Regions from separate parts of the Mus musculus genome. Here regions 2, 3 and 4 are each linked to region 1. Evidence: chromatin contacts called from public Hi-C and promoter capture Hi-C data. All regions are on one chromosome and are shown on one strand. The core of a region is the stretch at or near the end of the contact, and the rest is flanking DNA. Distances in the headings are between cores, read along the strand shown.

Evidence for each region. Promoter capture Hi-C pulls out the DNA fragments that hold promoters and counts their contacts. Hi-C and Micro-C count contacts between places; a contact is called where the count stands out from the background.
Region 2: a promoter capture Hi-C map of second pharyngeal arch cranial neural crest shows a contact between it and region 1, with 10 times the contacts expected there. The contact joins the enhancer-like site here to the promoter of Twist1 in region 1. A contact is called at or near these places in 7 of 39 promoter capture datasets (the 3T3-L1 cell line, 3T3-L1-derived adipocytes, cranial neural crest and 3 more), 5 of 484 Hi-C or Micro-C datasets (the 3T3-L1 cell line, cranial neural crest and embryonic fibroblasts), 5 of 115 datasets of contacts at active chromatin or transcription factors (the NIH/3T3 cell line, craniofacial prominence, embryonic fibroblasts and 2 more) and 4 of 9 other capture datasets (adipose tissue, embryonic stem cells, embryonic tail and 1 more).
Region 3: a contact with region 1 is called in a Hi-C map of uterus, with 3 times the contacts expected there. The contact joins the enhancer-like site here to the promoter of Twist1 in region 1. A contact is called at or near these places in 1 of 39 promoter capture datasets (hippocampal neurons), 7 of 484 Hi-C or Micro-C datasets (nephron progenitors, palatal mesenchyme and uterus) and 3 of 115 datasets of contacts at active chromatin or transcription factors (embryonic forebrain, embryonic limb bud and neural progenitor cells).
Region 4: a promoter capture Hi-C map of cranial neural crest shows a contact between it and region 1. The contact joins the enhancer-like site here to the promoter of Twist1 in region 1. A contact is called at or near these places in 4 of 39 promoter capture datasets (the 3T3-L1 cell line, 3T3-L1-derived adipocytes and cranial neural crest), 1 of 484 Hi-C or Micro-C datasets (adipose-derived mesenchymal stem cells), 1 of 115 datasets of contacts at active chromatin or transcription factors (craniofacial prominence) and 1 of 9 other capture datasets (pancreatic islet).

The regions. Positions count from the first base shown.
Region 1 is chr12:33,955,891-33,959,197 of GRCm38.p6, forward strand. It overlaps Twist1 (twist basic helix-loop-helix transcription factor 1), which reads left to right and starts at 1,781. Exons shown (of 2, transcript NM_011658.2): 1 at 1,781-2,748; 2 at 3,280-3,307. The coding sequence starts at 2,088. The coding sequence ends at 2,708.
Region 2 is chr12:34,198,732-34,202,038 of GRCm38.p6, forward strand. The region is part of intron 23 of Hdac9 (histone deacetylase 9); the gene reads right to left. Among named protein-coding and RNA genes, the nearest start is that of Gm51984, 15 kb to the right of the region's middle. Within about 2 kb of position 1,505, at least 27 of the 459 cell types and tissues checked have an H3K27ac peak or open chromatin away from gene starts, as enhancers often do. A contact at or near this core is called in craniofacial prominence, embryonic limb bud, embryonic tail and 1 more, where this site is marked.
Region 3 is chr12:33,716,294-33,719,600 of GRCm38.p6, forward strand. No RefSeq gene overlaps it. Among named protein-coding and RNA genes, the nearest start is that of Ferd3l, 210 kb to the right of the region's middle. Within about 2 kb of position 1,463, at least 36 of the 459 cell types and tissues checked have an H3K27ac peak or open chromatin away from gene starts, as enhancers often do. A contact at or near this core is called in uterus, where this site is marked.
Region 4 is chr12:34,131,153-34,134,459 of GRCm38.p6, forward strand. All of the region lies in intron 24 of Hdac9 (histone deacetylase 9), which reads right to left. Among named protein-coding and RNA genes, the nearest start is that of Gm40384, 46 kb to the left of the region's middle. Within about 2 kb of position 1,544, at least 13 of the 459 cell types and tissues checked have an H3K27ac peak or open chromatin away from gene starts, as enhancers often do.

The sequences.
Region 1 (3,307 bases), core at 531-3,030:
TAAAAACGGTGCAGGGTAAGCCCGGGGAGGGGGGGGGGGGGTCTCTACTCGGATGAAAGTACAGTCGGGTTTACTGGCCTCAGAAGAGAGCTTTCTCTACAAAGGCTGAGTCCTCGGACTAGCCTCAGGCATTCCACACCCCAGAGTTTCCGGGACCCAGCTGAGAGCTTCAGCAGGACCCAGCCACGTGGCCTGCCCTGCGTCGCAGGGGCTCCGGCCTCCAGCTTCTCAGGAAGTCGGTGGCCGCGACCTTTGGTCCAACCCAGAAAGGGGCACTTGCTGAGCTGGCAGTTTCCCGGGGGATTGGCCAGGGGAGTGGGGATTGGGCGTTTAGCAAGGTCCTCAGCTTGGGAACAGGGCAGGAGTTCGAGACGCTCACCTCCACGCCCGCAAACTCTGCCCCTGAAACTCTGGCTACTTCCTCCGGACCCAGAATTGCCTTTCTGAGTAAGAGATCACCTTGTACCGGCTCCCTAAATCCCCATCCTACTTAAAAAACAGAAATAAATAAATAAAACATATTTAAAAAATGTAAAGAGCCCTGCAATCACTGGCTTCCATAGCCACTCTCCTTCTTGCTCATTAACCTCTCTGCTTCCACTTTTCCAGAATCCTTTTTGGGGTTTCAAGGTATTTGGTAAAAAAAAAAAAAAAAAAAAAAACAAAACAAAAAAAAAAAAACAAAAAAAACCGCTTGCAATCAACCAACATGGCTGAGTGCATTTGAGGCACCGGGAGCATAACTACTCACAAGATCTCCTAGGAAGACGAGAATATTGATCCCCCACCTTAAATGTATGGACTACCCAAGGTTAGCATGCAGGGCTTAATTTGGAGTTAGCGGACATGAAATGTTCTCAAGGTTCTCCTCCACCTAGGGCTGGCAGCGTGGAGCACCAAGGCTGCTCTATCTTTCCCTAGCTTTGCTCCCTTCAAAAGAACAAGGCTTTTCTCTGTAAAAGAATGAACTCCAGCCTAGGTCCAGCACCTTTGGAAGCACAGTCCTCTGAGAGCAGGGAAACTTTAGATTGGGTCACCGTAGCAGGAAAGGAGAGCCCAGACGTTTCTCCGGGAGGGGTGACACGGCAGGCCAGGGCGCAGATCCATAGCGCCCACGATGTGGCCACGTCTTGAGAACCGCCCTCGACCACAGGGCCAGGCAGCCGCGGGGAATCCCTTGGGACTAGAGGTTTCCGACTAGAGGTTTCCTCTACCTGACCGTTAGATGGACTCGGTTGTTGAAACTTTTCTTGCCTCGCAGCCCGGGCCCGAGCCACCCCCAAAGGGCCCGGAGAACTCCGAGGGATCCCAGGCGGGATGGGACATCACCCAGAGCGTCGAAGCCGCTTGCCACTACTGCTGTCACAGCCACTTGGGGAGGGGGAGACTGCAACAGCGACCCAGACAGTCCCCTGTTTGCGGTGCTGTGCTCGGGTGCGGGGGCGCTGGGCGCGCTCTGGCGCGGAAGGAAATCGCCCCGCGTCCTCCCCGAAGCGGAGGGGGAGAGCTGGGGGGGGGAGAGGGAGGGGAGAGGCGGGCGCAGGGGCTGGCCGCTCGGGCCAGGTCGGTTTTGAATGGTTCGCAGGACGAATTGTTAGACCCCGAGCAAGGGGGGAGGGGGCGAGGGAGGGGGGCTGGAAAGAGGAAACTTTCCTATAAAACTTCGAAAAGTCCCTCCTCCCCACGTCAGGCCAATGACACCGCTGCCCCCAAACTTTCCGCCCGCACGGAGGTATAAGAGCCGCCAAGTCCACAGCCCGCGCCCAACTCTCAGACACCTCGCGGGCTCGCCAGCACCGGCACCGGCTGCGCCAGGCCGGAACGGGGCGCGCTTGCGGCCGTCGGGCGCCTTCTTTTTGGACCTCGGGGCCCTCCACACCGTCCCCTCCCCCGCCCGCCTCCCTCCCCGCCTCCAGCGCCCTCCCCGCGGAGGTCCCCCCACCCCCATCCCGCCTCCCTGCGTCCTCCGGGCCGCACCGCCCGGGCCGGCGCCGAGCGCGGGGAAGCTGGCGGGCTAGGGCGCCCCGCTCCTCTGCTCTACCCTCCCCCGTCCCGGCTCCGCGAGGCCGCACGTCGCCGCCCGCGAGATGATGCAGGACGTGTCCAGCTCGCCAGTCTCTCCGGCCGACGACAGCCTGAGCAACAGCGAGGAGGAGCCGGACCGGCAGCAGCCGGCGAGCGGCAAGCGCGGGGCTCGCAAGAGACGCAGCAGTCGGCGCAGCGCGGGCGGCAGCGCGGGGCCCGGCGGGGCCACGGGCGGGGGCATCGGAGGCGGCGACGAGCCAGGCAGCCCGGCCCAGGGCAAGCGCGGCAAGAAATCTGCGGGCGGAGGCGGCGGCGGCGGCGCGGGCGGAGGTGGTGGCGGCGGCGGCGGCAGCAGCAGCGGGGGCGGGAGCCCGCAGTCGTACGAGGAGCTGCAGACCCAGCGGGTCATGGCTAACGTGCGGGAGCGCCAGCGCACGCAGTCGCTGAACGAGGCGTTCGCCGCCCTGCGCAAGATCATCCCCACGCTGCCCTCGGACAAGCTGAGCAAGATTCAGACCCTCAAACTGGCGGCCAGGTACATCGACTTCCTGTACCAGGTCCTGCAGAGCGACGAGCTGGACTCCAAGATGGCAAGCTGCAGCTATGTGGCCCACGAGCGGCTCAGCTACGCCTTCTCCGTCTGGAGGATGGAGGGGGCCTGGTCCATGTCCGCGTCCCACTAGCAGCGGAGCTCCCCACCCCCTCTGCAGGCCGGAGACCTAGGTAAGGACCGGCTCCAGGGATCGATCGGGCCAGGCCGCGGGTCCCCTGTTCACCTCGCCACCGTGCTGGGTATCCCCCCCCCATCCCCCTCCACTCTCCTCGCTGCCCTCCACCTAGCCAGGCACCGCCACCTCATTCCACCCGCATCCCTGGCAAGCAGTTCAGTCCCCACAGGGGAAACAGGTCCTAGGGTCGGGGAGAACCAGTGTGCCCAGGAGAGGTGTATGTGTGTGTGCGCGTGCGGGGGTGTGCATGACAGAAGATTGAGAAAGTCAAGCATAGGGGCCTTGTGCCCAAAACGCCATCCCCCAAACCCCTTTCTTTCTTCTTTAAAATTCCCTTCTTAAAACAACTGTTTCCAAATTCCACCCCCTCCTTTCCGCCCACCCACTTCCTCTTGCCCTTGGGCTGAAATCCTTCCAGGTTGTTCAGCGAAAATTCTCGCTGGTAGTGATAACAGGGCTTAGCGGTCATAGAAAACAGCCACAGAGACATCCTCAATAACCGACTTTCCCCTCTGGGTTTTTGCAGATGTCATTGTTTCCAGAGAAGGAGAAAA
Region 2 (3,307 bases), core at 255-2,754, 240 kb after region 1:
CCCCAAGCCTTTCCTTGATCTTTGAATTTGTTCTGTGAACAAGCTCTCTGCTGTAGTCTCTACAAGGGCACTGATGGATTCAATGTAGGGCCTGGCCCTTAGAACCACTCGTAGTCCTTATTTACCACTCAAAGGTCCCATCTCCAAGTACCACATACTGGGTTTTAGGGATGAGCATATGAATGGTGGAGTACACAAACACTCAGTGTACAAGAGTACTTACTGGAAAATGAGTTAGTATTTCAAGTGAGCTGAGGACACTATGACTCTTAAGTTTTCTGATCCAAGCTGATCTCATGATCATGATTGGAAAAATTCTATGAAGATTCTCTTACATTTCTCTAAGAAGAGAGAGATGCTAGAGAGTAGGTCTTAGTTCTGTCTTCCTAATGCTGTTCTCTCTGACTGCTTATTGTTTACTTAGGGGCAGCTATATACACCATGGTCTTAGAGAGCTCCTGTCCTGTAGCCCCTCTACACAGAATACTCAGAAAGAGTTTAATTGTCCACAGGACCATGCATATTATTAGAACACTTTTATCATGTTTATTTAAAAAATGCAAAATACACTTAAGTCTGATGGTATCACTCATGGATTGACTATTCAAAGATAGGATACAAGGGGCAGGAAATGATTGAGGAGATTGCATGTCCTGTAGCCTTCCTAGCACAAGCAAATCTCTGAGAGCGCTAAGAATGGATACTTCTTTATTCATGCAGATGCATACTCTGTCCTTACCAACTGGTGGCAAGTAGTGACCCCATCACTACTCAGTGGGTCCTGGAAAGGGCGCTTCCATGTTTGTTTGTTTGTTTTTTTTTTTTTTTCTATTTGGCTTCCGAATGGAATGGGAGGCATTCTCTTTTGTGGAACCTCTTTGTGAAAGAGTCTGAAAATGGGGATTTCATTCTGTAGGCTCTCCTGAGGGGTCTTTATTCCTCGGGGTGTCTCCCAGCACAGGAGGGCTCCTCACTGATTTCTCTACTTCAAAGGTGCATCAATAATAATCCTCCTTATTATAGATTCCGACCTGGCCTGCTGCTATGATGATTAATTGGGAGGCATTGTCAAGTTTTGTTTTTCATTTTATTTTTTATTCGGTTATATTGTATGGTGTGGAATTATTTTTCTCTTCTGCTGGGGGAGTGGGAAGAGGCATAGTGAAAATATTTAGAGAAGTAATCATTTGCTTTAAAAATGGAAATCGGGCTTCTGTGTTGTGAGGAATGTATGTACATAACACTGAAACTTAACACTGGTAAATGATCTGCCTACCTCAAAGTGAAGCTGCTGCCTTCCTACAGTGGCCTTTAACCCTGCCCTTTCCTCCAATCTGAGAAGAGCTGATGTTGATGGAACATATAATGGCCCCTTTCCTGTGTAGTAAAGTCAGCAATAAAGCTTAGTAATTAAGGGTACCAGGGAGGCCCAGCCCAGCAGGCTAGCGGTGTGGCGAACACTTTCAGAACTTCAAACAATATCAAAGTCACTGAGAAATGGGCCTAGCTCAGTTCTGGTTTGAATTAAGCCTCACTTCCACACGCACTTTTCAAATCCAAGCTCAAACAAGAAAGCCAAGGCCTTCTGGATTTCATTAGAGCCAATTATCTTATCTGTTTCATCTCAGGCCTGACCCTAAGGCTGGCAAACAGCTATTCAGTGCATTTGTGTGGTTGTTTGAGAAAGCCTCCAGTCAGCCAATGGCCCGAGGACCTGCTAATTAAAACACCGTTGCCCCCCTGCCTCTAGTGATTAAATATTTTCAAGCTTTTGTAAATAATTTTTCCATTCTTTGCCCCAAGCCTCAAAGGTCCAATACATGCAGTAATTTATTTAGTTTGTCAGAGAATACTGTTGGAAATAGGGTCATAATGGGACCTTTGGAAACTTTTATACGTCTTCATACTTCTGAAAGTGACAGTTTATAAACCAGCCCAATGTGTATACTGTTTCTGATGTAATTATGTCCTAATGGCCTTTCTCCTTTTGAAGTAATATAGTGTATAACAGGCTTACATTTTGTCAATAATCATATTTCCTCAAATGTCTACTTGATATCTAGAGTCAGAATTTAATGAGATCATTTAGGGCCTAGAAATTGTATCAAGGTACTTCGGCTTTTCATTTTTTGCTGGAGGCTGGGTCACAGCCCTAGATTAGCTCTGGAAGAAGACAGCTAAACAATGAAAAGGCCTCTTACTTGCTGTCTGTGAGGACCTGGTGGCAAACACTGAACTTTCTCCAGAGTCAAATCCTAACAAATTCGCAAGCGACCAATGTGCCGGTGAAGCTATAAGAGAAGGGCTATTCAGAGAGAAGAACCTCAAGCATTAGAATCACTGAATTCAAAATACTCCTGGGCCTAATGTGTGCTGGGAAAAAAAATCTGAGATGAAGTTTCCTGGCAAACAGACTATGAAGAATCCGAAGACAATAAGGCCTATCTCTCCCACTCAGATATACACTGAAACACAAAAGGGCCTGGTAAACACTCCGAGAAACTCACATACTTCATTGCCTCCCATGATCCCAGGGCCACGTGCAGAGAAGTGTATGTGACTGGAAACAAAATCCCCTACAACAGAGGCAGACAGAGCAGATGACCACAGACAGACACCGTTCTCGTCTCCTGGCTGGGGCACAGCCATCCTCAAGTATGGCTCTTACAGCCAATCCAGTCACCTTTTATTAGAGGAAAATAAAAAAAGGAGAATTTTGTTTGTTGTTGTTGTTGCTCTTTTTGAAGTATTACAAGAAGAAATTTCAGCTCATTAGCTGCATCCAGTGTGCATTAAACACACCCATGAAAAGGAACTATTCCGCTGAACAGCTCTGCCTCTGTTGTTCTTAAAGTGACACTTTGGTCCTACTCTAAATAATGGGCTTTTAATAAAAACATTCACCAAAGGCAAACAATTAAACAATACATAAAGCACCAGGGGGCAGCCTTGTGGTTCAGTTACAGTTAGAAGTCCTTCCCAAGGAGAGCATGCAGACATTTTATAAGACAATACACTTCACCAAAGATTACGAGAGAAGAAAATTTCAGGTTGCATCTCGTGAGCCCTTCTTGATCCAGGATTTTGTGTTTGCCCTTGACCATAGCATGAAGCCTTTCCTACCTTGTAGCTTCCCAAGCCTATTGACCCTATTGGGTCTTACATGCTCTTCTACAACAAAGACAAGATATTGAAAGCGGTACTGCAAATTAAGGAGCAATGGCTTATCATATAATTGTTTAATTTTACATTTTCAAAAAAACAAAAAAAAACCCTCAACAGAATGGAATATATTCGCATACCTTGG
Region 3 (3,307 bases), core at 213-2,712, 240 kb before region 1:
TGAGCTGACGAAAATAGTATTTGTATATTTGGTTAAAGATGCAGTGTAAATAGAACTTTCACACAAAGGAATTTCTCACTAGTAATTTGTATTTTCCTCCAACTTTAGGATTGTAGTATTTAGCAATTAAGGAGTTTCCATGAGTATATGCCCTTAAGAAAGAATGAGTTCAAATATGAAAAACAATTTAAAATTTTGGCAATGTAAAATGACTGAAGATTTATGTCAATATAAAATTTCTCTATGTATAAAGGGCTTTGACAGCTATTATATCATTTGCTTCTCTCAACAGCCCTGGCTGGCAAAGAAGTGCTATTTTTTCCCATTTCCCAGATGTAAGAGTCCAAGGCTCCAAATGTTTGCATGCCTTGCCTTTGAACAATGTTCTACTTAACCGGTGAGACTTGAACTCAGTTTTGTCTGATTCCAATGGTCTCTCTTTCCTACATCATTTGCCAAAGTAGCTAAGCTCAAAAGATGAAAGGTGACTAGTTCTTTCCAAAATTAGAAGTGAAATGATACACTATTTCAATGCATTTTATTCTGCTTTAAATGAAGAAACAAAAGTTCTGGATTATTTACATGCAGAAAAAAAATTTTCTTCCTCAGTTTGATGCTTTTTCCAATCGAAGAGATTTAGGGACGTGGCTTCAGGAATGATGGCGGACGTCAACATTCAAACCCGTCAATAAAGTCTTTGAGTGTCTCAGTTGTCACTGAAATTCAAAATCTCTGTGTTTCTTCTGGTTAATTAATATTGTTTTAAATAAACCTGGAAGAACTTCTTTGAGAAAAGAAAGAAAGAAAAAGAAAGAGAAAGGAATCTAAGATTGAATGGAATTTACAAGCTCATTTGAAGAAGTCTCCACTGTTTTTTCCTTACGAATGTAATGCGTCCCCAGATGGCAGTCTTTGTAGTTTGTGGCCCTGATTCAAAAGGCATATTAACTGCTATTCTCCAAGCTGCATCGAGCATTTACAGGCCTCCCCACAGAATGGGTTCAGTAGTAATTAAAATAACACCCTTCCTCCGGGTGAAGTTACACTGGGGAGCCCTGGGATGTTTTTCTTTCCTTCCTTTGGGTAAATCCCCCCTCAAGTCCAAATATGAAAAAAAATTGAAATGGTGTTTAAAAGAAAGAAGTTGGAGTTAAAGAGGGGTTAGGTAAGAGGAGAGGCACACAAAATAATATCACCAATGTTCCATAAATTATGGTCAAATTCTCTACCACTGATAGACAAATAGGTCTAAAAAAAAAAAAAAAAGGAAAGAAAAAGAAAGAATGAAAGAAAGAACGGGAAAATATCATTCACTCACTGTAGCAGCAGGAAATCAAGGAAAGAAAATAAACAGGCCTGGAATTGAGTGCCTTTAAGCTCTAGTCAGACAGTTTCGCTCTGTGTATTTGTGTGCTGGTAAATGGCGAAGGGGAGGCAAAGGGATGGGGGCTTATGGGATTCTCGGGACTCCCACAGCTACCAGGCCAGCTGTACAAACACGCACAAGCTTTGTTGAGGTACGGTGAGGAACAGGCTGAAGCTGCCGCGCTATCTGACCTATAAATCCCTCCCAAAAGCTGTACTTGAAGGGAAGCCAGGAGTCCTGTGTAAATGTTTCCTCCAGCCAGAAGCTGGTTGTCGGTCACCTCTGCCAGGTCTCTGTCTGTCTCTCAGTGGCTACTCTAGCCGGCTATATTTGAAGTAGCACAGCTAGCTACACGTGTAAATGACAATCTTAAATTCTGCTTCCCCTCTAGACCAAACAAAAAGGAAATAAAGACTCAAAAACTCCACCTCCCTGACTTGTATTTTGTAGCAAATTGTCCACAATTAGGAACAATCTCTTTAGGCGAAGCTGCAGAGCTTTAAAATATTCCATTTCAAATGCAGTAAGTGAATGAGCTTAATGCCTTGACATCCTTAAATATACGCTTCTGTAAACATCGTGGACCCCGTGGATCTGAACCCTGTGCCCCAAGCAACATTGCTTCCTTTGTCCCTTTTTTTCGCTCTGTCTTTTGTGACTCACAATCTCAATCTCATCGCAGTCGGAGCATCTTGACTGCAATCAGCCCACGGACCTAAATTGCTAACCCCAAGGAGAAACTTGCAAGGTTTCGTTCTCTTTTCTAAACATTTCTGAACTTCATGTGACCTCCTTTTATGAAGTCTCCAATTGGCATCCAAACACCTTAAACATCATGCAATCACTAAGCCATATATAGACCATTAAAAACTAGGAGAAAGCTATGTTAAAAAAAAAAAAAAGACAAGTGAAACAGATTAAATTTAAGTAGAAAATAGCTTTTGTAAACACTGAGAAAGCCAGCAGTGACTCAATGTTTAAAATACTTAGAAACGACTTTAGAGTTAAAAAAAAAAAAAAAAAAAAAAACAAAAAACCCGGAGGGAAAGCAAAAGGACAATCCGCACTGCAAACAGAAGGCGCGCACCCAGAGAGCTAGCTGCTCACCTATGTGTGGCTTGCTCTGAGAATTTAGAGGTATATACTTTTGGTAGCATTCAAACCTATTAGATACATATCGATATTAATCAAAAGTTACATCCCCCCCCCCCCCGGAGATAACATTCTGGAATAATCGGAAGGTTTACTGAGCCTTTCCAGCCTGCTCATCACTAGGCTATGCCCTGGACTGGAAAGAGGAAAATTATTGACCTTGCCATCTTACCAGAACCTGTGCTCAAGAAGGGGCATAACAAAACCACAGCACAGAAAGCCCAGCCCTTGTAAGAGTGAGAAGCAGAACAGCAGAGACAAGCAGGAAAGACTCACAGACAGGGAGTTAATAAAATATCCCAGAACATCATGGTCTTTTTATAATACATCCCACGATAACTGTGAAAAACTCCCATCCCATTAAAATAAGGATGAAGTGAGCATCGAGGGATGGCTTGTAGCGAAAGAGCTGCCGCCATGTGAGTCATCTCTTGTGAAGTGTTTAGCTCAGCACAGCCAACCTAAGAGGAGCCCTGGAGCCCTGACTCCTGGCTCCCGTTCAGAACGCAGGATCTGCTCATTTAGATTACACAAAGTAGCAAATAAACTTGCAGAGTATACAGCTTCATGCCTCTTGCTGCAGCCTTTTTAAGTGAAGAAGTCAAGTTTTAGCCGGTCTCTAAGAACTCCAAACAGTCTGGTAATACCATTCTATTATTTCATTATTATTTTTTCTAAACCACTGCGACAAAATTGCTGAGATAATCAAACTTAGAAGCAGGAAAAAGAAATCACTTGGGCTCATGTTTTGAAAGATTTCAGGCTGTGGTCACTTGGCCACACTGCTTT
Region 4 (3,307 bases), core at 294-2,793, 180 kb after region 1:
TGTGATTAAAGTCAATGGGAAACTACAACAGCCTAATCCAAGCAGGATGACAAAGGACGAAGACCCATCAGGAATGAAGGTATGGGTCAATCCTCCAGGAAAAGAGCCAAGACCTGCTGAGGTGCTGGCTGAAGGGGAAGGAAATACAGAATGGGTAGTAGAGGAAGGTAGTTATAAATACCAATTAAGGCCACGTAACCAGTTGCAGAAACGAGGATTATAAAGTAATATGAATGCCCATTGTAAATTTACAAATGCGTTTGCGATTGTACGAGGGATAGTTATATCATGTTAGGCGTATTCACAACCTTGTTATTGTTTCATGTGAACATGAGATATTATTTGTGTCAAGTTGACAAGGGGTGGATTGTAGTGGCTATTCCCGGTTGTCAACTTGACTATATTTGGAATGAACTACAATCCAGAATTGGAAGGCTCACCAGTGACTCTTATCTGGAGGCTTGGAGATCCTTATCTGGATCTTGGTTTGAAGATCTTGAGCCATAGTGGCTATGGATTCCAGAAGATTGAATCTCCGAGTTTAAGGAACACACCTTTAATCTGGGCTACGCCTTTCATCTGGGATTAAAGGTGTGGTGGAACACACCTTTAATCTGGGCTACACCTTCTGCTGGAGACAATATAAGGACATTGGAAGAAGGGAGTCTAGCTCTAGCTCTTGCTCCTGCTCCTTCGCCTGCTTGCTGCGTGAGACTGAATAACTGCTAGATCCTTGGACTTCCATTCACAGCTGCGACTGAACAATTGTTGGGAATTGAGCTGCCGACTGTAAGTCATCAATAAATTCCTTTATTATCTAGAGACTATCCATAAGTTCTGTGACTCTAGAGAACCCTGACTAATACAGAAGTGAAGGGAAGGGAAGGGAAGGGAAGGGAAGGGAAGGGAAGGGAAGGGAAGGGAAGGGAAGGGAAGGGAAGGGAAGGGAAGGGAAGGATTTGCTAGGTTGCTCCCTCACCACTGTATTCAGATGAATTTCTCTGAGCACTCTACACTTTGCTGTTAAGTTTACCTTAATCAAACACTGCCTCTTCTATTATATAAGTCACTTGTTGTTTTTAAATTGCTTGTAGGATTCCCATTCTTCACACACCAGCCAGTAAGACAGCGCAGGCATATTCAGTGAGCATTGTGATGCCTGTTTGCCTCCTCACACTGAAATCCAGAGACATCTGGATCAGATGGTGCCCAGGCAGGAATCTTCCTCTTAGCCGACTACAGCATCCTGAGGATGGCTGGGCTTGGAGATCATCACTCTGCATTCTCTTTGTTCTTTCCCAAGGAACTTTGGAAGATTCCATGTGAGCATGCTTTAAAGGCACTTCTGCTAACTTTAACTCTTTTCTCTCCGCCTTACATGTTTACAGACCAGGGCAGGTGAACACTGTGCATCTATCATCTGCACTTGGGCATGATCTACTCTCATAATATAATTTAACATCAACCAATATGGAGTCTACCCCATATCCAGGGAAGCATCTTAAAGTCCGGAAATAAACATTCTGGGATGCTCTGCAAGCCAGATGTGCGGGCTGTTAGATGGCATTGTGGAAGAAAAGAGAATAAACCCAAGCCCGTTAAACTTAGGATATTCCCAGAGCGGCTTGCTTTTTTCTGCTCTTTGCAAAGTTGTGGCAGGAAGTTCTTTAGCCCCTTTTAACTATTTATCTATACTCTGCTAATATTGATTAGAACAGGAAGCCAGGGACATACGTGAGATTAATGCTGCGATGTGCAGATCGCAACTTGTACCTAAACCAAGGAAGATATCTATGAATGTGTTGAAGCCAGTAACGTCTCTTCTTTCTCAGTCACACCCCACAAGTCACCATAATTCAATGCCACATTCACTAACTGTAATGTTGTCAGAAAACCTTATTGGCACTATGAGATTCAGTGTCCTTCTTCCCTTGGTCATTTGGAAGGCTAAGTAATCTCTGTAGATTACAAGAAAACCGTTTTTGCAGTGATGAGCCTGCTTCACTCAAAAACCAGCCCTCTGGGTCAAAAAACTCTGATCACTCTCTGTAATGCTCCAAGAAATGGCTGCCAAATTTCTGGCTCGTGACTGACGGTTCATATTCACGCTGGTGCACTTTCAAACACAAACCATCCCCAGCCTGTCTTTGTTCTTTTCGAGATGTCTGTTTCCATCATCCTAAGAAAATGCAAAAACAGTCAAACACAGGTGTGTGGGCGTGGCCTAACAACTAAGGTTCATTTCTTTTCCTTTTCTTTTTTCTCTTTTGAGGGGAGTTCTGTTTTAATGTACAGGAAAAAGTCACAAAGGCTGATCCTAAAGCTTTGACATGCTCCGTAGCTGTCTGACATTCCTTCTGAAGTCCATGGGAATTCTACACTCCATAGAGTCTGGACTGTAATTGCTAAATTATGAAATATTCAAGGGAAAAGAGACTGAAAGTTAACTCGTGGGGAGGGAGAGTCCTACATGCAGAAAAAGTGAGTTTGTTGTTGTTGTTGTTGTTACTGGAAAAATGGGTGTTTAAACAGCACATTTATTTCGTTTTAATTTCTGGGCTGTCAGACATCAGCTCTGAGGCCCTGATTCGGAACACATGCGGGGCCTCTTTGAAGTTCTTGCTGCTTTAAAAAAAATAACAATGGCAAAAAGATATAAAGAAATTAAACTGCAGCATAATCATAAACCAGAACCTCTGGGCTCCTGATGTACAAAGTTTCTTTCTTTCTAGGTTTTCCAGCCTTTGTTTTCAAATTCCTATTAAGAACCATGACTTGCATGCTTTTTTTTTTCCTCCTTAAGGTTAATATTCACCTACTGCTTCAAAAAGTCAGGCATTTTAATTTTATTTTATTCAACTGAAAAGAAGTTTATTGTGTCTTTTTAAAAGCAAGACAGGAATGGGAAAATCCAGAGAAATTTACTAAGTGGCATCTTTTACATTTTTTAAAAAAATAAAAGCCATAGAAATATTATGTTTAGCTTTTAAAGAACCCAAATTCTCTTGGTATAAGGACAAAAATGTTAAGAATTTTGAATCAGGCCAAAGAAAATGTCTATCTGGATTTCATGTTCTAATGATAAAGGTTCAGATTTCAAGAGTACTTAATAAAAATGTTTACCATGCTTGCCACGTCTACCATGTTTAAAACACATAACCCCATATCTGCATGTCTAAATCATGTAAACTGAATGAATATTGTCCCTGGGTTTCTATATGCAGCTTTATAAGTCTAAATGTGTATATGAGTTCTTCAACACTGAAATTGCCATCTTCATTCTCTATTATTTTCTATAATCTCTTCC